Linked DNA regions of Mus musculus: all the other regions are linked to region 1. Evidence: chromatin contacts called from public Hi-C and promoter capture Hi-C data. All regions are on one chromosome and are shown on one strand. The core of a region is the stretch at or near the end of the contact, and the rest is flanking DNA. Distances in the headings are between cores, read along the strand shown.

What was found. Promoter capture Hi-C pulls out the DNA fragments that hold promoters and counts their contacts. Hi-C and Micro-C count contacts between places; a contact is called where the count stands out from the background.
Region 2: a contact with region 1 is called in a Hi-C map of B cells, with 6 read pairs. The contact joins the promoter of Tvp23b here to the promoter of Zkscan6 in region 1. A contact is called at or near these places in 1 of 39 promoter capture datasets (pre-B cells), 1 of 484 Hi-C or Micro-C datasets (B cells) and 1 of 115 datasets of contacts at active chromatin or transcription factors (thymic regulatory T cells).
Region 3: a contact with region 1 is called in a promoter capture Hi-C map of pre-B cells. The contact joins the promoter of Stx8 here to the promoter of Zkscan6 in region 1. A contact is called at or near these places in 2 of 39 promoter capture datasets (liver and pre-B cells).
Region 4: a promoter capture Hi-C map of pre-B cells shows a contact between it and region 1. The contact joins the promoter of Trim16 here to the promoter of Zkscan6 in region 1. A contact is called at or near these places in 1 of 39 promoter capture datasets (pre-B cells) and 1 of 115 datasets of contacts at active chromatin or transcription factors (large pre-B cells).

The regions. Positions count from the first base shown.
Region 1 is chr11:65,804,324-65,810,239 of GRCm38.p6, reverse strand. It overlaps Zkscan6 (zinc finger with KRAB and SCAN domains 6), which reads right to left and starts at 3,065. Exons shown (of 7, transcript NM_001302374.1): 1 at 2,979-3,065.
Region 2 is chr11:62,877,806-62,883,886 of GRCm38.p6, reverse strand. It overlaps Tvp23b (trans-golgi network vesicle protein 23B), which reads right to left and starts at 4,432. Exons shown (of 7, transcript NM_026210.5): 1 at 4,292-4,432; 2 at 1,868-1,950; 3 at 116-260. The coding sequence starts at 4,303.
Region 3 is chr11:67,962,963-67,969,197 of GRCm38.p6, reverse strand. Stx8 (syntaxin 8) reads right to left here and starts at 2,740. Exons shown (of 8, transcript NM_018768.3): 1 at 2,681-2,740. The coding sequence starts at 2,697. It overlaps Cfap52 (cilia and flagella associated protein 52), which reads left to right and starts at 3,556. Exons shown (of 14, transcript NM_027963.2): 1 at 3,556-3,676. The coding sequence starts at 3,607.
Region 4 is chr11:62,818,964-62,825,360 of GRCm38.p6, reverse strand. Trim16 (tripartite motif-containing 16) reads right to left here and starts at 5,108. Exons shown (of 6, transcript NM_053169.2): 1 at 4,362-5,108. The coding sequence starts at 4,856.

The sequences.
Region 1 (5,916 bases), core at 1,816-4,315:
GAGAATACATACTTGAAGTTTCCAGTTCTATAAAAACTTGTGCCTACGATTTTTTCATTAGTGTTTCTTATGTGCTTGAACTGAATAAACCACAGATGTTGAGCCTAATTTTGATTGCTACTACAAGGAGCTGGCATAGTATATGAAAACAGAATGTGGCATAAGCATATGAAAACCGGTATGACTACATTAGTATATGTGATCAAGCTGACTGGAAGATCTGTTAGTTTCTCCTGCTGTGAGGAAATACTGTGAACAAAAGCAACTTGTGGGGGAAAGGGTTTCAGGAACACTTTTCACCTAACAGTTAAGCATCCAAAGTGGTTAAGATAAGAACCCAAAAAAGGCAAAGAACCGGGGAGGCAGGAAGAGACCATGGAGACCTTACTTACTGGCTTGTTCAGCCTGCTTTCTTAAAGAACCCAGTACCACTAGGGGTTGCACTCCTCACAACGGGCTGGGCCCTCCCTCATTACTAATTAAGAAAATGCCCTATAGGTTTGCCTATAGCCCTATCTTAATGGAGACAATTTCTCAATTGAGGTCCCTTCAGTTGACGATAGCTTGTGCCAACTTGACATAAAACTAGCCAACACAAAGACAAAGGAGGGGGTTGTCATTTCATTTTGAGAAATGTGTTGGCTCATCAATAATAAATAGTGTAGCTACAATAGTACTAACCAAAACAAACAAACAAACAAACAAACAAACAAACAAAAAAGATGGCATGTCATTAAAATAGATGGGTCAGAACATCAAGAAATAGAAGTGTAGACACACCTAGTATCAATTTTTTTGTTGATTATTTGGTATGTGTTTGAGGATAGGTGTTTGGGGCTGTCGCTGTTTTGAGATAGGGTCTGTCTCTGGAGCAGAGTCTAGCCTGGAATTCAAGACAATCACACTGCATGCATCAGCCTCCCCAATGCTGATATTAAAGGAGTGAGGTGCTGTCCTGACTTCTAGTACCCACCAAAGCTAAACCCCACAGCTCTAGTATGCTTAATGAAGTCCATAAGAAATATTCAGGAAAACAAACCATGTACACACATTTCATACAATTGGAAACTTCAAGTATGTATTCTGTAACCACGATATCCTAATTAGAGTTACTATTACTATTATGATGATGAGACATCACAACCAAAAAGCAAGTTGGGAGGAAAGGGTTTATTCAGGTTACACTTCTAGATCATAGTCCATCACTGAAGGAAGTCAGGACAGGAAGGAACTCAACCAGGGCAGGATCCTGGAGGCAGGAGCTGATGCAGTGGCCCTGAAGGAGTGCTGCTTGCTAGCTTCCTCCTCCCAGCCTGCTTTCTTAGAGAACTCTCAAGACCACCAGCCCAGGATGCTATCACTCACAACCCATGGGCCCTTCCCCATCAATCACTAATTAAGGATATACCCTACAGCCAGATCTTAAGGAGGCATTTTCTCAACTAAGGTTCTCTCCATTCAGATGACTCAATCTGACATAAACTAGCCAGGACAGAATGTAATTAAATGAGAAATCAACACCAATAAGGGATCTTGAAATCCCAACTTGTAGAAATTAGTAATCAGTGGTCAAAGACATCGCAATGGAAATTACAATATATTTTCACACAAAATGATCCTGAAATCACAGTTGACCAAATGTTATGAGCTTAGAACAGCAGCTCAAAACCTATGAGTTGAGATCCTTTCATGGGGGGTTACCTAGGATCATGGGAAAACACAGATATTCAAATTATAATCTGTAACAATAGCAAAATTACAGTTATGAAGTAGCAACAAAAAATATTTTATGGTTGGGAGTCACCACCATGAAAAGAACTGCATTAAAGAGTCTCAGCATTAGGAAGGTTGAGAATCACTGGCTTAGGAGGACAACTTTCAAAGAAGGCTCTGTTTTTAGAAATGAAATACACAAAACCCCTTCACTAACTAAATGATTTCCTGAGTTTTACAAAAATAATAAAATTTCAGTCAGTAAAATTTCTACCTGTCAGATTGATCAGAATTAGTTCCTAACACAAATCTGGAGACTATTCAAGAAGCGCTATTCTGGGAAACTAAATCTTACACATTTAAATTGTATATTAATACTACTACTTCATGCAGTAGAGGCCAACTGGTGGCTACCACCCAGGCATCTGTGACAAGGCGTCCATTTACTCAAAATTAAATTACCTTATAGAGAGACGTATGGATTTGTGTCCGGATGAGACTCTACCTCTCACTCCTCACAGAAGAAACTCGTGATTTATCAGTTATATTTGTATTACCGACGCTTTAAGAAATCGAAGTGAAATGCAATTTTTCTATGCACACGTAGGTTGCACACAGGGTTGCACATGTAGGTGGCCCTTTGTTTATCAGACCACTGTAGGCTTTGCTTGTGCCATTGATGACCCTCCTGACAGCCCTGTAAAGTAAGTATTAAAAGTGGGCTGGAGAGATGGCTCAAATCCCAGCAACCACATGGTGGCTCACAACCATCCGTAATGAGACTTGACCCCCTCTTCTAGGGTGTCTGAAGACAGCTACAGTGTACTTACATATAATAATAAATAAATCTTTAAAACAAAAACAAAAACAAAAAACAAAGTTAACAGCTCTGGATCCTCCAGGGCTTCCAAGCAGCAACGTTTCAAGCCCAGGAAGAGCTAGGGCAGCCTTCTGGGGGTTTGCAAGGGGTAGCTGGGGTTATCACTGAGGGCCAGTAACTAGCGGTTAGCCACCTGGCAGTGTCCAACCGGAGTCCGGACAGACCCGATCCCTCTCCTGGGACGAGCAACCCGGAAGAGTCCACTTTCCGTTCCGCCCCGAGTCCCCTCCCCCGCACGCGCCTGCCGTCCGCGAGCGCGACAGGCACGGGGCTGAGACCGCTGTCCCCGCCCCAGCTCGCTCCTGACAGTGCGCGAGCTGAAGCGACTTCAGGTTTGACCCCAGGACTCGGCTAGCCCTCCGATCCGCCCAAACTACGCGCTTACCTCGGCCCTAACCACCCTCACCGAGGCACTTCCGGAAGCTGGACGGCTGCGCGCATCCGCGGCCCTGGCGACGCGCGGCGCCGGGGCGGAGCGAGGGGCGGGGCGGGGCGGGGCGAGTGAGGGACTACCTGAGACCGGCTTTCCTATTGGCTCCCCAAGAAGTGTCCCAGTTCACGACCCGAGTCTGACCCCTCCCCTCGCAGGGAGCAGGGAGCTCCGGGTTCCCACCAGCATTCATTCCTCGAGATCGGGTTTTCTAACCCAGGCTGAGCCTACAGCCTTTTCGCCCATTTTCAGACCGTCCTGCGCTGGGCCACAGCAGTCACCTCTTATCACTAAGCCCAGTTGACAGAAGCCTCCTGTCCAAATCCAGGTATTCAGTCATGAGTAGCTGACAGACAGGACAGCTTTGGAATAGAGATGCGTCCTCCCCCTAGACCATGGTTAGAAGGGTGGACATCTCCGAAGAAACACGGCAGGGGCGAGGGGAGCATGGTATGTGCACACGCCTGAAAAACTGATCAGTAGGAAAGGAACTCAGCGAGTACTCAAAGTAAGTCCTTGGCGCCGAAAGGCTCGCAGTTCCTTAGAAAACCTTTCACAATCCCGGTTAAAGCAATCGGTGAGTCAGACAGACGTCAAGAGACAAACGTAGTTGACAGGTTACGAGTCTGGCAGAGGCGGAAGTGTCTATCACAGGAGAGCTTGGCTGATTGAGCAGAGACATTTAGCTAGAGACTCGCCTCGTGGGTTATTTTCAATTCTGAGGAACTTCACTTCCAAGATCAGGTGGTTTGGTCGGGACCCTAATAAGGTTCCTGTAAAGCGTGTTGGGCTTTAGTTGAACAACATTCAAGGGAGAGCAGAGTAACTCAAACCCTGGAGTTGTGCAATGAGCCTCTGAGAATCTGACTGAAGCTGAGGCTTTTCCCACGGGAAATATGGAGACATGGCTATACACACATTTCCTTCTGAAATTCAGGGAGAGAATAGAGGCAATCTTGGAATCCACAAAATTCAAGCTGACAGTTCTAGTTAGAACTGTCCCTTTAGCTACTTTTTAAAAATTAAGCTGGCAATTGAGGAGAAGCATGACACTCTTTGAACAGACGGAACAAGCAAAACACATTTTAAAAATAGGAAGACATCTAACTTAGCGGAGGAGATAATAGAAAAGTGCCATCTATTTTCATTTACTTCATAAATATTTACCAGCTGCCTTGTCGGAGCCGGATACTATTCCATTCGATAAGGATATAGCAGTGAACTACACATGCAATGCTCTGGCCCTTAAAATACTATTTTGTGAAGAAAGCTGAGCAATAGGTAAATAAATGCACAGGTAATAAGCATGCTGGGTCATGAAAAGTAGGAAAAAATTAATGAGGTAAGACAGGTGGTATTAGAGTTGTATTACAGTTTATGTACCATGAGGGAGGACGAACAGATAAAACAACCTTGAATTGAGACTAGAAGTTAAGGAGCAAACCTAGTGTACAGGGCAAGTTTTCCAGGCTGAGGAAATAACAAACATCTAAGCCTGGAGACAATAAGAAAAAAAAGTAAAGAGCTCTGAGCTCTGAGCTCTGGACCACAGCAGCAAATAGTTCCCACGTAAGAGTACTGAGGGTGCAAGGCAGAATACATGTGCGTGTGTGTACACATATGTATTATGTGTACCTGTGCCAAGGCCTGTGTGTATGGAGGTCAGAAGGCAACTTTAGAAATCAGTTCTGTCTTCCCACCATGTAGGTTCCAGGATTAAACTGAAGCTTTGTCGACCACTGAGTCTTCTTGCCAGCTTGGCGCCTAGGATTTAGTGCATGCTAATCAAGCACTCTATACCAACGGAGCTCTATCCCCAGACCCCAGAGTACATTCATAATCAAATTCTTAATCATAATTTGTAATCAAATACTGTATGTGTAATATAGTAGAATCAAGAGCAATGCTAACTCAATCAGATATGACCAAGAGGCCAGCAAAATATGTATGTGATGCTTACATATATATGTAAATTATACATACAGATTATACATACAGATAATCTATGTAAGGTATATGTGAAGATTATATGTGTGCATATTATGGTGTTTGTGTGTAGTGCTAGAGCATGAAAAAAACTTTTTTGTAGTTTGCACTTATACAAACTATGAAGTTCTTTATGAAATGTTATTAAACCTAATGGAAAATGGGTCCTATTTGGGTCTGAATAGGCAAGAATCAACATATATAAGGTTCCATATGAAACATCTTAATGCTTTCATTGTGAGACTATTGGTTAAAATTATTAAAACTTGAAAACTGCATAATTCGTTTGCAAGAGCTACTGACTTATATGAGGGACTATGGAAGTTAATAGTAACAAATGATATTAAAATATAAATATGTAGCTAATAATGTAACTTATCCATTTGCAGTTTTTGTGAAGTGGTTTTTTTTTTTTTTTTTTTTTTTGGTGTTTTACTTTGACAATGGTTAAAACCACCAAAAATAAACTAAACTTAGAAGGAGGCCTTAACAGTGTCCATATTCCAGAATAGCAAAACAGCATTTGCTCAAATCCAGTGTCTGTTATATTTTAACAAGAACTTTATTTAATAAATATGTGTTTTTCATTCTTACCTTGTCCTTTTGCTTTCTTGCATATTTCATAGATATATAAGCACAGAGGACAGGATAATTACTAGATTAGCTTTAAAATAGTTAACTGACTGACGTGCTTGAACAAAAAGTACAGAAGAAGTACAGAACCTTGTTCTAACTACATTCTGGCCACGCAGCACAGAGTGGGAGCATGTAAAAGCCATATTATTTATGCCTCTCCCCAAATTAGAGTATCTCAGAGGCAATGCCGGCAACTGGATCTTTTAAACAACTGTTTTAACGCAGTTCTGTTGTTACTGATCTGGGGAACAAAACCACAATTCATGATTTT
Region 2 (6,081 bases), core at 3,183-5,682, 2.9 Mb after region 1:
CAGAAGGTCTAAAGTAATGAATGAACTAACATCAATCCACAATGCTGTCCTGTTCCTTTCAATTCGTTATTTGAATTCATATTAAATACAGTTTTAAAATAGAAACAGAACCTACCTTTACTGCCCAAAAGTCGCATGACAGCAGCAAGATAATTGTCACCATGCAGGCGATAAAGCTGCTACTGAGCAGCTCGCAAAGGAGATAGACCACAACCGCACTGACCCGGAAGAACAGATGGAAGAAGGATGCCACGGGGTGCCTAAAAGCAAGGCACAGCAGCTCCGTTACACTTCACTGCAAGAGCCAGCAACCCACAACCATGAGATAAGGGGAGGAGGAAGCCAGCAGCTTACCCTCAAGTGCCCACCACTACACTAGGTTATACCGTTACAAGAAAACATAGTACATGAACTGACTCTGACACCTCATTGAGTATAAACTATCAAAGCACCTAGCCAGACCTTACCAGCTTAGATTATCTAATCATGCCACAAGAGCCCCAAGGTGAGAAATCACTTCAAGCATGAAGACAAAGTCGCCATACAGTTTTGTCTCTTTCTTTTCCTCCCCCTGCCCTTATGACAAATAGGATCTCACTAGGTAGCTCAGGCCACCCTCAACTTCATACTCTTCCCGTCCTTGCCTCCGGGAGTACATGCACACATCATCATACACGTATGTATGGGGTTTTTGTAAATTAAATGCTTTTTAATCTATTCAGTTGTGTGACCATCACCACAATCAATATTACTCCAAAAAGCAAATCTGTCCCCACTGGCAATCATCCCTCTGTTCTTCCCAACCCCCTCGGAGCTAAGCAACCAATCATCTCCTGCCTCTACCAATTCACCCATTATGGACACTCCATGAAAGTAAAATCATGCAATATTTTGTCTCCTGTGGCCAACACCTTCACTTAGCACAGTGTTTTCAAGATTCAAGTAGAATTTTGACTTAAGTTAATTTCTTTACAGGAAATACATTTACATGTACATTTAATTTTGTGCTACTTATACAAGATATAATTCTGAAATTTACAAAAGAAATCAAAATGTATCTATAGAAATTATAAGCTCCTTATTTTTGTAGTTTTTGTTTGTTTCTTGTTTTTTTGTTTTTTAAGCTGAGAACTGAACCCAGAGCCTTGAGCTCTACCACTGAGCTAAAGAAATAGCGCATCTTCAGGAAGCATGGACTTTAAAACATATCAGTGCTCAAATAACGGATTTACAGGTTTGCTAATCTGAAAGCTCAGTGTTGAACAAAATCTGCATGCCAACTACTAATCTCAAGTTACCCCTCCCTCATCCTATGTCAAACCAACAGGCATGCCTAGCCTACTCTGCCTTGTTTTGAACCTCAGGGCCTCCCTCCCCCCTAGACAGCAGTACTGGTGTTCGAGGTGTGGGAGACCCTAAGAGGTGGTCCTATCTAGGAGGAGTGGGTCACCAAAGGCAGGTTATGGTTCTTTCTGTTTCTAGACTGCCACGACGCCCTCTGACACAATGTCCTGCATCACCAAGGGCCCAGAAGCAGAGCCAAACTGCAAGCAACCATGCACTGAGACTTCCCAAAACACCTTACACCTTCCTCCCTCTCTTTCTGATTTTGTCAGATGTTTTCTCATATCAAAAAGTGGGACAGGGAGCTGGGTGTGGTAGCACACACCTTTAATCCCAGCACTAAGGAGGCAGAGACAGGCGATTTCTTTGAATTCTGGCTCAGCCAAGTCTACATAGTGGAACTGTGTCAAAACAAAACAAAACAAAAACAAAAAAATAAATAAAATGTCAACACAAATCCCATCAGCTAGCGCCAACATTTGGACAGAATAGACAGTAACATAACTCCAACTCAACCTGGTACCTGATTTTGGATTTTCTTGGTCTATTGGTTGTCTCCTCTTCTGCATCAAACAGTGAGACATCTTCAGTGTCATCATTACTGTCCTGTGAGGAAAGTAAATATCTATGATAAAAAAGAAATCCAGTGCTTGTGTGCCTACTACATACAAACCTACACAATCCTCAAAACGGAAGGTGAAGTCACAAGGCACAAGTACTAGGGATTCACAGCGTAGGAAAAAAAGGCACCTACAGAGATCTTCTACCCCAACTCCAGTCATCTGAAGAAAGCCCCCTGTGAGAATCTAATAACCAGTTAACACCAGCCTGAGCCCTGAAAGAGGAACAGATGGTGCCCCCCAATACCAACATCTACTATCAGCTACTCTCTCCCGAGTCACAGAGAAAACTGAAGCTACTGGGGATACACTTAAATGGCTTTTGGCTCCTTCACAATGCTTTCTCTTCTTATCGGAGGCTGAATAACCACTATCGTGACTCTAGGACTTGCTCCATCATTTTCTTCCTATTCTTTCAAGTAGCTCTTTCTAATTAATATATAAAACCTCTCACACCAAATCGATGATCCTGGAAGAGGGATAAAGTGCTCCCAGGAGGATCCCAACGCCTGAAGAATGCTACTGCTAAGATGACTCCTAAAAGACTGCTGGGTTTCTAACACCCTTCTGTGAACTCCTAAGAACAGGTTGGGGTGTAAGTAATGGAAAAAGGCAAGAACAACGGATACAGAGCGGCAGGGAATGGAGAACTTCCAACTAGAATGGATGAGACCGAATTCCAAGTATGCACACGGGTTTTAAGGACAATGAATGGAGAGACATCCAAGATGTTATATGGAGAGTTTTTACTTTTTTAAGATTATAGAGTACACTTGTGGCCCCTTCTGCCTGTAATGCCAGCACTTGAAAGACTGAGTCAAGACAGTTATAATCAGTTGGAGAAGGGTGAAAAAAAAAGAAGAAATTAAAGCATGGCTTTGAGCTAACACCAACAAGATTTTGTGAGGGGCGGGGAAGGGGAGGGAACAATGGAAGGCTACCAACAGTGCAACTCATGAATGCTTCCCAGTGAACAAAGGTAAACCAGCTGTAACCCAACAGTGGAGTACACAGGATCCACAGAAGAACCTGTGGGTGATTAGCAAAGATGCAGGGAGGGGGTTGGTATGAAAATACCAGGGGGAGGGGCTGCTTCTAGGTAATAAGAAAGAAAATTATCAGACAAAAAACAACAACAACAAAAAAAAAAAACAACCAAAAAACACAAAAACCACAAGGGAACAGATGTTTAAGTCTGCAGAGAAATTTTAATGCACAGGTTGCCTGGGGGAAGGAAGGTAATGACTATAAAAAATGTCAAATGCCCAACAGGTGGAAGGACTTATGGTCACAGACCTAGGAGTAGGAAGAAGCGGATCTAAATGCACCTTCAGAGCTGAGCTGAAACCATCAATGAATTTTTTCTACTCCACATTTCCACAAAGTAGACTTTTCTTATCACAGATTCTAGTTGGCCCATCCTGAGACACTTGGTATGTCACTATGTCTTTATTATTATGATCTGAAAATATGTTGTTCCCCAACCTAACCTCTCCCCATCCCAACCCCCACCCCCAGCCATCCTGCCCTTTGCAGATCCCATCTCCTTGAACATCCCAACCTGACAATGAAACCCGTGTGACACAATCTACATGGGAGTTCACAGTAAAAAAAAAATTTTTTTTGTTTTTTTGTTTTGTTTTTTTGGTTTTTCGAGACAGGGTTCTCTGTATAGCCTGTATATCTCTGTATAGCCCTGGCTGTCCTGGAACTCACTCTGTAGATCAGGCTGGTCTCGAACTCAGAAATCCACCTGCCTCTGCCTCCCGAGTGCTGGGATTAAAGGCGTGCGCCACCACGCCCAGCTTCACAGTAAAATTTTAAAGGAAGAAAATATATTACATGTACTAATCTCTGGCCGAAGGACAATTGGCTACATCGACCTCTACGGGTACAAAGGCGATAACCATCGTGATTATCTGTGTACAGCGTAGTAACACTGGAACCCAAGGCTCTGGCAATCTCTCCCTACAGGATCGCCCTGAACTTGTGTATCAGGGCCCTACAGGCCATTCCCCTCATCCGGGCAGGCTATGGGAAGACGGGTTACCCCCGACCTCACACCCAGAGATCCTGCAGCGAGTGTGCTCCACACCCGCTGACAGGAGGCCTCTGTGCCTCCGGGGTCGCCGGTGCACCCTATCCCTCACAGTCCACAAACCCTCTAGCGACAATTTGCCCGGGGCTGGCCCTCCTACCCACCCACCTGCAGTTCCTACAGCTCAGGCAGTGGGCGGGCACACGGACCCAACAGCCTCGGGCGACTGGGCAAGACCCCCAGCCCCAACTCAAGCACCGGCTACCGGCGCTCGGCCGCCATCCCTCACCTGCGACAACATGACGACCCTGCGCCAACCCGCCCCCCACTTCCGAGAGCCACGACAGCAAAGCTGCCACGCGATCCAGCTCTACAGCCGACGTCACAAGCGCACCAGGAAGCCACTTGGTGGGAGGGCGCAACTCCAGAGACCGGAAGGCGATAGGCGGGTCCATACCTTGGGGCGGGGCTCCATAGTGGGCGGGGCGGAAAGAGCTGGTCCACGCGACGGACGCGGGCGGTAGGAGGCGGGGTGTGTGGGCGGGGCCTTGACGCAGAGACTCTGTAGGGGCTGAGGTGGAGGTGGGCGGGGCAAGCGTGAGCAGGGGCAAGGGCTGCACTTCTAAGGAAAAGCAAAACGCTTGGGAATAAACTGGCTAACTTAATGGGTTCTAAAGCGAAGTTTCTTGGGTTATGAATGGAAAATGTTTTTTGCTACCAAAGAAGTACAAACTGTGAGTCATTACCACCAGCAGGGACGCCCTGAGAGAGGCGGAGCTTTATAATTTAACCTTGTAAATGTATTGTATTTTAGTATAGTCTTTCTTAAGCGATTTAAATGTTAAAGAAAATTGAGAAATAAATGTGTCCTTGGAAAGAAATTAAAAAAAAAAAAACCGAGTAAGAAAGAGACAAGAAGACTAGCGTAAGCAGTGAGGGTACTGCTGTAAGGGGCATAACCTCAGAACAAGAAGAGAGGCCAGTATCGCGCCTCTGCCCTCCATGTACCAATTATATAACCAATCTCTATGTACATCCTTCCTCGGCTGTAAAGTGGGAAGGACGGTGATGGCTTTACAGAGCATTTAGTAAAGTGGCACAAATTTGCTTTTATTACTGTTTTAAGTCACCTGCTGATGGCATGATCATGCCTAGACCTAAAATTCAGAGATTTTTTTTTTTTTTTTTTTTGGTTTTTCGAGACAAATTCAGAGAGTTTAAAGCCATCTTTGCAACTGTAATGATAGAGATATTCTGTTTGCTCAACTATGTCAGACTGTTGGAGGCTCATGCAATGTCCCTCTCACCTTTTCTTAACTGAAGGGACTCTTCACAGAACCCGGGGTTTTATCTGGTTCTTTGCCAGGACTATGTCAAACCCAGTGTTACAATAATGAAGAAACATGGACCTAGTTCCCAAAAAAGAGAAAGCAGGCAAGGTAATTGCGCATCTTCGTGTGAAGCTGGACAAATGACCTATGTCCTAACCTGCTTGGACAAAGATTTTGGTGGCCCACCCTGTGTTGTGAGGTTGTGTGGAAAAAAAATTTTTTTGGTTCTCACTTTTTATATGAATGCAATTTGAATTCACTACCATATTTTAAGATATAGAGCATTTGACAAGAAAGTGAATTTCCCACTTGTTAGGATTTTTGTCTTCCTTTTTGGAGGACTGGTGTGTGTGTGTTGGGGGGGGGGTTCTTTGCTTGCTTTTGAAACAGGGTGTTGCCTCCTAGTACCAACTGACTAGATGCTCTGTCCTCCTGCCTTGCCCCTATCTCCCCTCACCCTCAAGAACTGGAACTTAATGACGGGGAAAGTCTGCCTGGGGTGTTGAGCCTCTATGTAGGGACTGTACTCTTTGTCCAGATCCTGAGCCCTTCTGTGAGCATATCCACCAGTGAGCCTGTAAACTACTCTTTACAAAATTACCTACCTTGCCCCTGACAGCACCCCCTGAGTATTTAAATAGGAGTCTCAATATACTTGAGAGTAAAGCCTCCTTTGTAGAAAATGAAGCGTATTTTCTTCATTTTTTTTCCTTTTCTTCTGATGGAGTGTGTTCTGACCCGTTAGATC
Region 3 (6,235 bases), core at 1,491-3,990, 2.2 Mb before region 1:
AAAGATTCAGAGCTCGGCAGGTAAGAGCACTGACTGCTCTTCCAGAGGTCCTGAATTCAATTCCCAGCAATCACATGGTGGCTCACAGCCATCTGTGATGGGATCCAATGCCCCCTTCTGGTGTGTCTGAAGAGAGTGACAGTGTACTCACATACATAAAATAAATTAATAAATCTTCAAAAGAAAAAAATTCAAGTCAACACCCAACAGCACCCTGTGTTTTCCTCTTCACAGCATTTTAAATTCTGGTCTCATCTCTCACACCAGTCTGCTCCTAAGAAGTGGGAACTCATGTGCTCAAGTGAATGATGTATTCTCTAGGACTGCCCATTGCAAAATATTGAAAACTTCTGTTTGCCCTGATGTCCCAGCTTTACCCATAAGAAAATAACTAGCTTATGTCTCTAAAATATTCCAGCACTGGAAGTAGTAGCTTATAACCTCAGCTACTTGAGGCTGAGACAAGGGACTTGTAACTTCAACGTTAGTCAGCTAGAAGCTGCCTGGGTAAAACTTAGAGATCAGTCTCCAACTTTAAAGAAAAGGGGCTGGGCGTTACTAAGGGCACAGATGGATGGGGAAGCATTTGTCTATAGCTTGCGCAATGCACTAGGCTCAGCCACTGAAGTGTCTAGCTTGGGCTGGGGATGCGGCTCCAGGTCCTATACAGAGAACTTTGTGTTGTGAACTCCACAAGCACTTCAGAGGCTGTGGCAACCCCTAAGCCTAGATTCATGTATACAGCCATATGAATCATTCAGTATAATCTGGTATAGGTGTGCATGAAAAAGAGCAGGTGTTTAAAAAAAAAAACATCAGAATAATAAAAAAATAAGTCCTAGCCCCAGCTTCCCCACACTTTACTTACTGCCTCCATGCAATAAGTAAATAATCTATGAAGACAGGAGCTTCAGTCCAGCTCTGTGACGGCACATCAAACATGTAAAACCCCGTAACTAAATCCTGTTGCTTAGGAACGGGACCTAACTTAAGTGCCTCTAGAGCTGGGGAAAGGAGAGATGACTGATGAGAGAGGCACTCGTACGGGCTGGGCCACAAGAGGACAATTTGGGCCGACTCTAAACAAGACTAAAGCAGATTTCCCTATGGGAAGGAGGAGCCGAGTCTAAGCACTGTGGAAGGCACATGGCATAAGCAAAGATGAAAGAAGAAAGCATGCCTGGCACGTTCTGCCACGCGGTGGTCCTGGGAGGAAGGTATAGTGCAAGCAGGACAGATGAGCAGAAGTCAATTCTCTGCACAGCGTGGCACGGGGGTCTAATGAGATCAGACTTACGGGAGAATTTTACCCAAGACACTGAAGCATTTCAACTCTTTTACTGTTAGTCTTAACTGTTTGACTCAGCGGCTTTCTCGTTTGCCAGCTGAAAGCTTTCTGGTCTTGCTGGGGACCAAACCCAGGGTGTCTTGCGTGTGCTAAACAATCGTTCTACAACCGGGCTAAAATTTGAAATAAGTTATGTACACTCAGATGATGCACTGATACACATTAAAAATCATGTTTTTAAGACTACCTTTTAAGGACATGGAGAAATGCTCCCTCCCTGCTTTGTAAAATACAAGCAGGATATAGATCCAAACAATAAATGCATTGGAAAAAAAGGTGAGCACTGATTGCTTCCGAGGGATAGGGGTGCTTTTTACTCCCTTCAGATACTCAGCAGTCTCTCAATTTTCTACCAGGGGTGTATACAATAGTTAAAACTTTAGGACAAAATTCAGCACTTGGCTGGGCTTGGTAGCAGAGCCACCATTTTGGAGACTGAAGCAAAAGGGTCAGGGATTCAAGATCAACTTGGGCTCCCCGAGACACTGAAAAACAAACCAACAACAAACAATTCAGCAACTGGCCCAAATAGCCTAGATCCCAGATAACTCTAATTCTGACCTTGGGATCCACTCTCTTAATATTCAAATTTATCTGCCATCAAACAACTACAAATTGTACCGGAAACACCACCATAAGGCATATTCTCCAACACAAACTTTATAGGAATGCAGTGTTATAAATTATTCATCAGGAAGGTCAGGACTTTATAGCAATTTGTTCCTTGTACAAAGATGTTTTTCATCATTCTCTCCTTGGGGTCTCTTTGCTGAATAAATGGACCTTATCAGGCACTTCCTACTTCGTGCTGACATAAGTCTTCATGCTACTGATGCAGGAAAAGTGCAAAATTTCCCCTCCCAATGTCCTACAAGTTTTCTGTGAAAAGCCCATAGCACCCGTGCCCAACTAGCTACTAACTGGTGACCATGGAGTGTGAACTTCAGTTTATAACCTTTCTGGGGATTACTGGGTGAAGGGATACCCCACCAAAAGGTTATTTTGACCTCACTTTTACAGGAGCCTGGGGAAGTCTATGCATGCAGTCAGCCACAAGCATGATGGGCAAGAAGCCCCAGAAAAGGGGGGCAAATATTCGATTGCTCAAGTCCCAGCTCCCCCAGGTCATAGCCTACCCTAGGACCACAGAGTTAGCACCGAGTAGGCAGTACGTGGCTGAGTCCCCTCAACAGGGGGAGGATTCTCGCTGATCTTCATCCCTAAGGCCGCCAGCCTCAAGCTCAAAGATGGGCAGGGTCTCTGCCAGTCCCTGGAAGCCAGTTCCACCCCCAAGTTAATCCCCATACTCTGCTGCCATCACCGGCAACTCACCAGGGGTCCGGGGCCATGGTGCAGTCTCCGCCCGCAGCTGGGACACTTCCTGCTCGTAGCAGCTGACTACGGCGGCCCGTGCGGCTCATTCCCCGCAGTTCGGAGAGTGCGCGACCCGAGCCCAGAGTTTGCAAAGTGAAACCTGTTTTAATTGACCTCAGAACGACGTCCCCGCTACCCAGAGCGCACCCCTAAGGGAGTGGGTAGCAAGAATCTATTTTTGTTAATTCACATGAATTGCTGGACGCAAGAAAAATAGTTAAATTGTTGAGCAGAATCAAAACATTTTCCCAGGGAATGGAAACGCGTCAACCCCGGCTCTCTGTATTTTTCTTCTTAATTCAAAACAGCAAGACAAGCTGGGTGTGATAACTCAAGCCTGGAATTCCAGCACTTGGATGGCTGAGGCAGGAAATATACATACAGGCAACATATGTACCATACATGCATGAATACATACATACATACATACATACATAAAAATAGTTGCATACTGTACTAAAACGTTTTTAGTGATTTTTTTAAATTTTTCTTTTAAAAAGAAGTATCAATGCCATGTTTTTTATAGCAACCTATTCATCATAGGCAATTCTCTGTGCTCAATTATTCTGTGTTCAATTATTTTTAATAATCATCACGAGGGGCTTAATTGTATAGTTTTTAAAAAGTCACAGACCTGTACACGGGAGAGGAGGAAATTTACCTTGTGCACTTAGCGTCAACCTACCACCTACATTTCCAGAATGGATAAAATACATACTAAGGAAGTCCTCCCAACATTTGCAAGAGGGGAAATCAACTCAAACACAGTGGGCTGGGTTTCTGCTCCTGCATGAACCTAGCACGCATGCGTGCGCCAGTTACCATGACGACCAGGAGACGCTGCACCCTGGAGTTGAAGAATCAATGAGCTGAAACTCTCCAGGATGGAAGAACAAGTTTTACCCGAGCTGGATGTAGCAGAACTGGAGCTTCAGGCTGTGATCGGCTTCAATGGTGAGACCTTGAGCAACCATGATTTGATGCCTCAGGGACAGTGAGACGCTGACCTGGTAGCGCCTGAGAGGCAGTGGGAATAGCGGCAAGAGTGTGGCCAGGCACCACCCGCCCCAGGATGGTGGCAGATCTGGGCCTCATTCCTGAGCCTCAGGAACTGGCATGGGTGTAAGAGCTCAGATAAAGCTCCTCCAGAGACCAAATGAGCCTAACTCGGTAGGAGTATGAATAAGGGTCTTTCCCAAAGTAAGAACTCAAAGGTTTAAGACCAGGATAGAAGGGAAGTAGGACATTAAGGGAGAAACCTTTTTAATTCTGGAGGGGCCTTCTTGTGGTGCTCACACTTTATTTGTGACTGTCGTGGTAAATATTGAGAGAGAAATGCTGTGATTGGGGGTCGTGTTTGGCGTGTAGCGAAAAGGCAAGGAGTTAAATTTTAGGGGGAAAATTGATTTTTTAAAACGAATGTAGTGCCTGAAAGCTTTACCGTTGAAAGGATGCGGTGCGGAACGATTACAGAGTAAATAAAGGTTTAAGCGCTCCTGGCATTAACTCTTGAGTCTTCGTTGCTCTGTGCTGCTTTAATTGAAAGCCAGCGTTTTCTGTATCTGAGCCAACACTGTCTGTAGAGATGGACAAATATTACCGATAAGAAGTGATCCCTGGAGAACTGCAAAAAAATATTCTGGTGAGCCGGTCAGTGCAAAGACACACAAGATCTGTGATTGATTTTTTTTTAAGTAATTTACTTTATGTGCATTAGTATTTTGCCCTGCCATATGGATGCTGAGATTGAACCCTGGTCCTTCGGAGGAACAGCCCATGCTCTTAACCACGGAGGCATCTCTCTAGCCTGTAACTGAATTTTTGCTAACACAGTAAGGAAAGAATCTTAAAGTGTATCAAAGTTTGGGAAAAGGGTTGCTTAAAAAAAAAAACAAACAAACAAAAAAACCTGCGTGGGTGTTTTGCTCAGAGCGCATATCTGTGAACCAGTGCCCAAGGAGGCCGGAAAAGAGCATCAGATCCCCCAGGACTAGAGTTACAGACAGACGTGAGTCCCATGTGAGTGCTAGGAATGAAAGCTGGGTCCATTGGGAAAGAAGCCAGGGTTCTTAACTGCTGAGCCAACTCTCGGGCTCCTTGTTTTATTTTTAATTATGTGTATGGGGTGGAGGAATGGACATGTAAGTGCAGGTGCTCGTGAAGACCAGGAGAGGGCGCCAGATCTGGTGGCAGTGAAGTTACAGGTGGTATGTCCTAGGAAGTGAGGTCAGGTCCTCTGCAAGAGTTGTGTACACTCTTGCCTAGACTTCTCCCGAGCCCGTGGGAAAAAGTTATTTATTGAAAGAAGCCAAGAAAAGACTGATTTTTTTTATTGTGAAAAGACTCTTTTTGAATTTAAATAGTCTTTAACCAGAGGCTAAGGATTGGGGTGCAGATCATTGCAAATGGCCAGAAAAGGGGGGGGGCTGAGAAATGGAGAGTGAAGATCCAGGAAGGGGGAGGAGGCGGGGGCGGGGACTAGACTTTGAGGTCAGAGTTTAGAGTTCACATGAAATTAATCATATGCTAGGCCAACCTAATCTACATACTGAGTACTGAGTTCTAGGATGGCCAAAGCAAAAAAAAAAAAAAAAAAAAAAAAAAAAAAAAAAAAAAAAAGTTGAGAAGTTGAATGCAAAATTAGAACTCATAGTAACAGTTGTGTTATTAAACTTGAATTTGAAAACGGTGATGCATATATGTAACTGTACCAGGTATTGTACTCTGATGTGAGCTTATCAAGTAAACAAACAGAATATAATTGTGTCAGATATGGAAACATCAGGCTGTTGCTATTGAGAGTCTGGTCACATTCAACCGATTTTTCCATTATATCTAGAGCTCTTATAAGTTAAAAAAGCAACAACAACAGATCGGTCAGGGATCTGCAGGCCAGATTGGTCCCACTGTGTGTTTTGTAAATAAAGTTCCATTGGAATTCAGCCATGTCCTTTGTATTGGTGCAGTCTATGGCTATTTTCACACTACACTAGCAGAGATGACTGACTGCAACACCGGCCGTATGGCTCAGAGTCTAAAATAAACCATATGGTTTGTTTTTCTGGCTCTGTAGAAAGAGCTAAGCTCCTGAAAAACATAATGGCAATAATAACAATGTTAGTAATCATAAATATAAATGTCTATCCGTTAAAAGCCTAAAAGTGTTATTAAAACAGTGACATCACTTTTTATTTCTCAAATAAGCAAAGGCCATATATATATATATATACATATTTATATATATATATATATATATAAACATAAGAAGATAAAAGTAAGGCATTTTCTTTTTTTAAAAGACTTATTTATTTTTTATTTATTATTTATTTATTATTATTATTATATGTAAGTACACTGTAGCTATCTTCAGATGAACCAGAAGAGGGCATCAGATCTCAGTACGGGTGAGCCACCATGTGGTTGCTGGGAACTGAATTTAGGACCTTTGGAAGAGCAGTCAGCGCTCTTAACTGCTGAGCCACCTCACCAGCCTGAAAATAAGGCATTTTTCAT
Region 4 (6,397 bases), core at 3,859-6,358, 3.0 Mb after region 1:
GGCAAACAAACTATGGAATAGTCTGGTGCTTGTGAGAAAACAAGTTATGTAATACTGACCCAAAGATACTCCTTTGGGTGTCTGTGAGAAAGTATTATCCTGAGTGGCCCCATACCACCTGTTGGCTTCCTGCAAATGACTGAGTGATGCTGGTTGACAGCTCTCCAGACAAACTCAAAACCTTCCAGGTCTCGAATGGTTGATACCTTCTCTTCATGAAGAGGCCATTAGGGTCCATCTTGACCCTATGGAGTCAATGTTAAGTTTGAAGCTAGTAGCTCAGTGGTCTTCAAAGGAGGCCTTAGGCAAGACTTAGCTTTCTCTTCCAAGCACTGACCTGGAGTCACTTCCAGTCTGGCTCCCTCCTTCAAACACACAGCAGTTGTGTTTCACCGTGTGTTTATGTGTCTTCCCTTCCTGAGGCTAAATTCTCTGAGGGTACATGGTACAGCCACCATCCCATTTACCCCATCAGATGTACTCTGAGGAACAAGAGAGAACCACACCCTTTGTGGGGCAGAGAAAATAACAAAAGTGGTCCCAGGAACCCAAATCTCTCTCTCTCTCTCTCTCTCTCACACACACACACACACACACACACACACACACACACACCACAGAAGGTTCTTTGGTGGCAGGTGAGATTTTGACAAGATAAAAAAGGAGACTCGGAAGCCGAGCCAGAGCCGAGAGGAGCGCTGAGCTCCCTGTAGGAACGGCTGGGCCCTGGATGTTTATCCAGATGGGACAAGTGATCAGGGGGATCCAGCTCTCAACCCCCCAGATTTCATCCATCAGTCTAACCGGTAGTAACCGTGGGCACTTCAGAAAGGGCTCACATGGCTGACAGAAACGTCACTCTGTGCCTCCCAGATGACACCGATCTGCCATTTCCTGTACACAACATGCCTGCATGAGTTTATTAGCCCTGGCTGGCTCCAAAGAGACCTTCAGAACGCTAGTAAATGCAGGGGGTGTGGACTGGCTGAGAGGAGGAACTCTTGGCTTCTGGAACCTTAGATATATCTAATATGCCTTTCAGAGCAATCCTAATGGTGCTTGTCTCTTCAAGATACTGTCTTCTGAGCGGGCCTCTTGGGCTCCTTGCAAGAGATCTTTCGTCCTCTAAGATTTGGTGGAGCCACCCAGAGTGTGGCTGCTCCTACTGAGTAAGCTTGCCCCACTATCTGACAAGAAGGACATAGGATGCAAAGGAGACACCTCTCTGAAGCAAAGCAAAAAACAGAACGGTCCATGACACAGGCTGTACCTCCCCACAGCCTCTCAGATCGTTTTGTATTGCACAGCTCTCTCCTAAGATGTCTGATCTGGAGCTCCATACTGCTCCACACTGCTCCTCCACATCTGGAGCTCCATATTGCTCCACACTGCTCCTCCACATCTGGGGCTCTGTCTGTGCTCCACACTGCTCCTCCTACCCAAAGTGCTATCGCCCAAGTCTCCATGGTACATGAGGTGGCCTATACTTCACTTTATATTGCATCTGTGTTGGCACAGAGCATTTCTGAAGAAACCAAACAGATGTTCTGATCAGAGGGAAAGGATGTGGGATCTAGAATCAGGGTGGAGAACTTCTTCTCTACTCTGTTACATTATTTGATAGGTTTTTTTCTTTAATGTTCTCCTGCACAGACTTTCTAAGTAGAAAATAGTAAAATTCAGACACTATATCCAAGAGAATAGTAACGTGCTGAGGCCAAATGTCTTTAATGTATATATACCAGATTTTGTGTGTGTGTGTGTGTGTGTGATGGTTTTGTTGTTGTTTAGGTCTGGGGCAATAGCTCAGTTGGTGAAATGCTTGCTGAACAAGCATGAGGAACTAAATTCAATAATCAGAACTCACATCTTAAAAAACTGGAGGTGCCAAAGTGATGGCTCAGCCACTAAGAGCTCTGGCTATGATCCAGAGGACTGGGGTTTAATTCCCAGCGCCCACAGGGTGGCTCACAACGGTCTGTACTTCTGGTACCTGGCATGCAAATGGTGCACAAACATACATACAGACAAAGCATCCATATGCATAAAATAAAATAAATTAATCTTTTTAAAGCTGGGGGCTGGAGAGATGGTTCAGCCATTAAGAACACTTGCTGCTCTTGCAGAGGACCTGGGTTTGGTTCTTAGCACAGCCACATGACAGCTCACATCAGTTCATAATTCCAGTTCCATGGGAACTGACACCCCCTCCTTCTGATTTCCACAGGTACCAGGCACACAGGTGGTGCCCATACATATATGTAGGCAAAATATACACATAAAACAAATCTAAAATATGTTCAGATTACAAAACATTTAGGCATAGTATTAGGTGCTGATAGCCCAGTGCTGGGGAGGCAGGGACAGGTCGATCCCTGGGTCTTTCTGGCCAGTCAGACCAGCCTATTTGGTTAGCTTCAGTCCAAATGAGAAAGCCTGTTCCATCTCAAGCAAACCAAGGAGCTACTGGCAGTTGAGACTTCCTAAGGGAGAGAGAAACACTCTTCTTTGAGGATATGGTCTGGCAGGGTTCCCGTGCTCCCGTGGATGCCCCACTCCCATGCTCAAAGAGGCATTAACTAGACTTATTCAGCTATATTTAAAAAGAAGGAGGAGGAGGAGACATTGAGCTGAGAGAGGACATATTGGGGGGATATGGAAGAGTTGGGGGAGAAAATATAATTATATGCGAATACATGTAATCATATTTCATTGCATACCTATAGGATATTTTTGAGAATAGTGAGCTTTTTTTTTTAATTTGACAACTCCTGAGGAGACTCCCTGCCTGAGGTTAACCTCTGCCTCAACACACATGTTCACATACATGCATCCTCATGCACACACACCCACATACAAAACAAATGAATAAATATTAAAGTTACAATGTTGCAATTTGAGGGTCTTCCTTCATTTTTCTCTAATAAGATGGTGTTCCAGAAGCTTCCATGCCTCGCTCATCAACTGCGTAACTTTGAACAAGTACAACAGAGACCTTCAGAGCCCTCACCTAATAATTACTGAAATATCAGATGGGAAAATCCACACCAAAAAATATTTTCAAGTTGGGTGGGTCCCTTTCCTTTGATGTATTTGTTGATTGCCATACTTTCCGTATAGGACATCCCTTGATACTAGAAACACTGGAAACAGTTGACAAGTGGCTTCCTGGGCCGGAAATGGTGACTCATTAGCATCTGGAGTGTCGAACTCTGCAGAACTACACCCATCCAGGACTAGAGAGAGTCTACCTCTGGTACAGGAACAAAAGAAATACCCTGGTTAGGAAAGTTCCTTGCCCAGATACCACTTTCCTTTACTGCCCAGGAACACATGCCACAGAAAGGCTCTGGGTGTGCCAACCAACAGTGCAAAGAGGGAACTGCCTTGAGCGTGAACCAGGACCTGTGTGTGGGCGGAGTCAACCTTACTTCCTACTGGGGAAACTCAAAGTGGGAGAAACTCAAAGTGGGAAAGCTGCGGGGGTCCACCCCCAATGTCTCATCCAGGATCTTGGCTTCCAGATAAAGGCAAGCAGTGCTTCAGAAATGACTTTTTTATCTGATAAAAGTAAAATTTCAGACTTCGAGCACAGTGTTTCTCAGGTGCTCCTGCCAGCCTATCCCGTAAGGAACCTTTATTCTCCAGTAAGTTAAGTCGCCCTTGGCATTAACTTCCGTGTGCGTTTCAAATTCTGTTATCTTGGCAGTTTTTGTTTTGTTTTGTTTTGTTTTACTTGAATGCAGCATTTTGTGTTAGCTTCTTTTGTGGTTTTGCGATTCAAAAAAAAAGAAAGGAAGGAAGGAAGGAAGGAAGGAAGGAAGGAAGGAAGGAAGAAAGAAAGAAAGAAAGAAAGAAAGAAAGAAAGAAAGAAAGAAAGAAAGAAAGAAAGAAAGAAAGAAGTTAAGAAAGAGAGGAAGGAAGAAAAGGAGAAATGAAGTCTGAGGTTTCTTCTTTTCCCTTGGACTTCTGCCAAGGTTTTCATGGGTTGATATATGCCTCACAGATCCTGCCAGAGGGAAATACCACACTCCTGAGGCTAACCTTCTACAGCACACACCCAAATGCACATTACTAAACTCTAACTAGAAACAGCAGGAAATTCCTATGCCTGGCAGAGACAATAGAGACCGCACAGCAACAGGGACACTGAGATGGGGACAGTGACCCACTTTTGTTTCCAAAGCCAGCGGCTATAGATACTTACAGCGAACCAACACCCAGGCACTACCGCTAAAGTTCTCCTCTGTTGACTCGGAACAAACTGGCATCAACAGAGCCACAAATGCAGCATGTGTGACCTCTCCCTGGGGACACCTCCTCCCACTGGTCCCTCCCAGGCGACAGACCCCACTACTCACCTCTTTGTTCCTGCGGGCTGCATCCAGGGAGACAGTACTGTCGCCTCTGTGTTCACCCTCCCCGCATTCCTGGCAGATACACTGCTGGTGCGTGTGGCAGAAGGAAACCAAAGGGCTGTGGTGGGCAGGGCAGGTGCGTAGATCCTGGTCCTTTGCGGGTTCGGTTAGCTGGTGGCTGTGCAGTTTGCTGTTCTCCTGGTGTGGCCGCAGGTGCTCCTCACAGTAGTTCACCATGCAGGTCAGACAGGATTTCACTGCCCTTACTCTGCTGGCCCCAAGACAGAAGTCACACAAGATCTGATCCTCTTCACCAGGAGCCCCGACCTCTGCGGGGTCATGACCCTGCTCCTGGGTTTCCTCACCTGACTTGCTGAGAGGGTCCGCATCTTCTTTTTCTGCTGGGATAGCTGACACAGGGTCTGGGCCGAGAGGGGCCAAAGGGTGAGCAGTGACCCCGGTCAGAGGCCCCGGGGCAATCAGATCCAATTCAGCCATCTGGTGGAGGCTCTGCGGACTAAGGACTAAGGCGTCCTTCCTCGCGGTCCCTTGGCTCAGGATCTGAGTAGCCCAAGTCAAACCAGAGAGCCACGCCTAGCAGATTGCAGCTGCCCTGAGACATTAACTGTTTCCTCCCTCCCGAGGAAGCTCAGTTACTCAGACAGGACGAGGCTCCTCCAGATTGGCTAGTAGCCAGCCACAGTGACAAGGCTCAGAACTGCCTTGCCACTTGGCTCCTGTGTCTGTTCCTTGGCTCAGGCTTCTCATTCTCATTCCTAGCCCAGCCCTGAAACTTCTATTCTTACGGGACTCATTCACGCACACCCCATAGGCTCTTCCGGAGACCACGTGTGCCTGTGGGACTGGAAAAAAGGGCAAGATTCCTGAGCTCTATTGTAAGCCTCTGCGGCTTTGAGCGGTCCCACAAGCCATATTTTGCGGTGGATCTCTCTCTCTCTCTCTCTCTCCTTCCTCCATCCCTCCCTCTCTCTCCCCTCCCCCTCCCCTTCTCTCTACTCCATATATTTTTAAAGGGGTCCAAAATGTAAGGACTTTGATAATAGGGCAGCTGCTAATCCTAAATGAGCCACCAGCTTGGTCCTACCACCACCACCACAAAACCTGACATACAGACAGACAGACAGACATAGTCAATCTAGCTTTATCTGCTTTTAATAACTTGCTTTTATCAGACTTTTGTTTTATTTTAGTCGTGTGTGTGTGTGTGTGTGTGTGTGTGTGTGTGTGACAGAGTTTGACATCTAGTGTCTTTCTTAATTGCTCTCCACCTCATTTCATGAGAGAGGACCTCACAGTGAACCTGGAACACGCTAGGTCACCTAGCGCAGCAGGCCAGCAAGTCAGAGGGATATTCTAGACTCTTGCCCCAGTGCTGGGGTTACAGATAAGCACCATTGCATGGCTGCAGGTGGCCATGCACACCTAGCAAGCACTTTACCCACTGAACCGTCCTCCTAGCTCCACTTCTGGTTGACTTTTAAAACTCACTCATGTGAGAAGCCACCCAGTGGACAGGGCCCTGGCCTTCCACTCTCTGCCATAAACCTCTAACATGTGGGCTTTGATGATAACAGTTGTCTGGCTTGCTTCTCCGAAACTTGATGGCCTTTTGTTGAAATTGACTCATCTGGACCTGAGCAGGTAACTAGTGGGTGACCTTTTGGCATCAGAAGACCAAAACTTCTGCCCTCAGAACATTCTAACACTGACCTGTCCTGAACATGCATCCCACGAAGAGCCATGAGGACCGATTATGGTCCTCTCAGCCACCCTTCCCTATCTCATAAATCCTCACCAGACCCCACCCTCCAGGAAGTGGATCTAACTGTGCTTCTCCCCTTCCATGCTCAGCTCAGCTGCCTTCAAATATGATTTTTCTCTTTTGCGAAACGCATGGTCTCTGTGTTTGCCACCCTGTGCAAGCATCCTGGTTCTGAAACCACAGAAATTGATGGATGTTTATAACCCTGACCCTCCAGTGTCCGCTTCTAGGGCATTCCAGGAGCTGGCTGAGAATG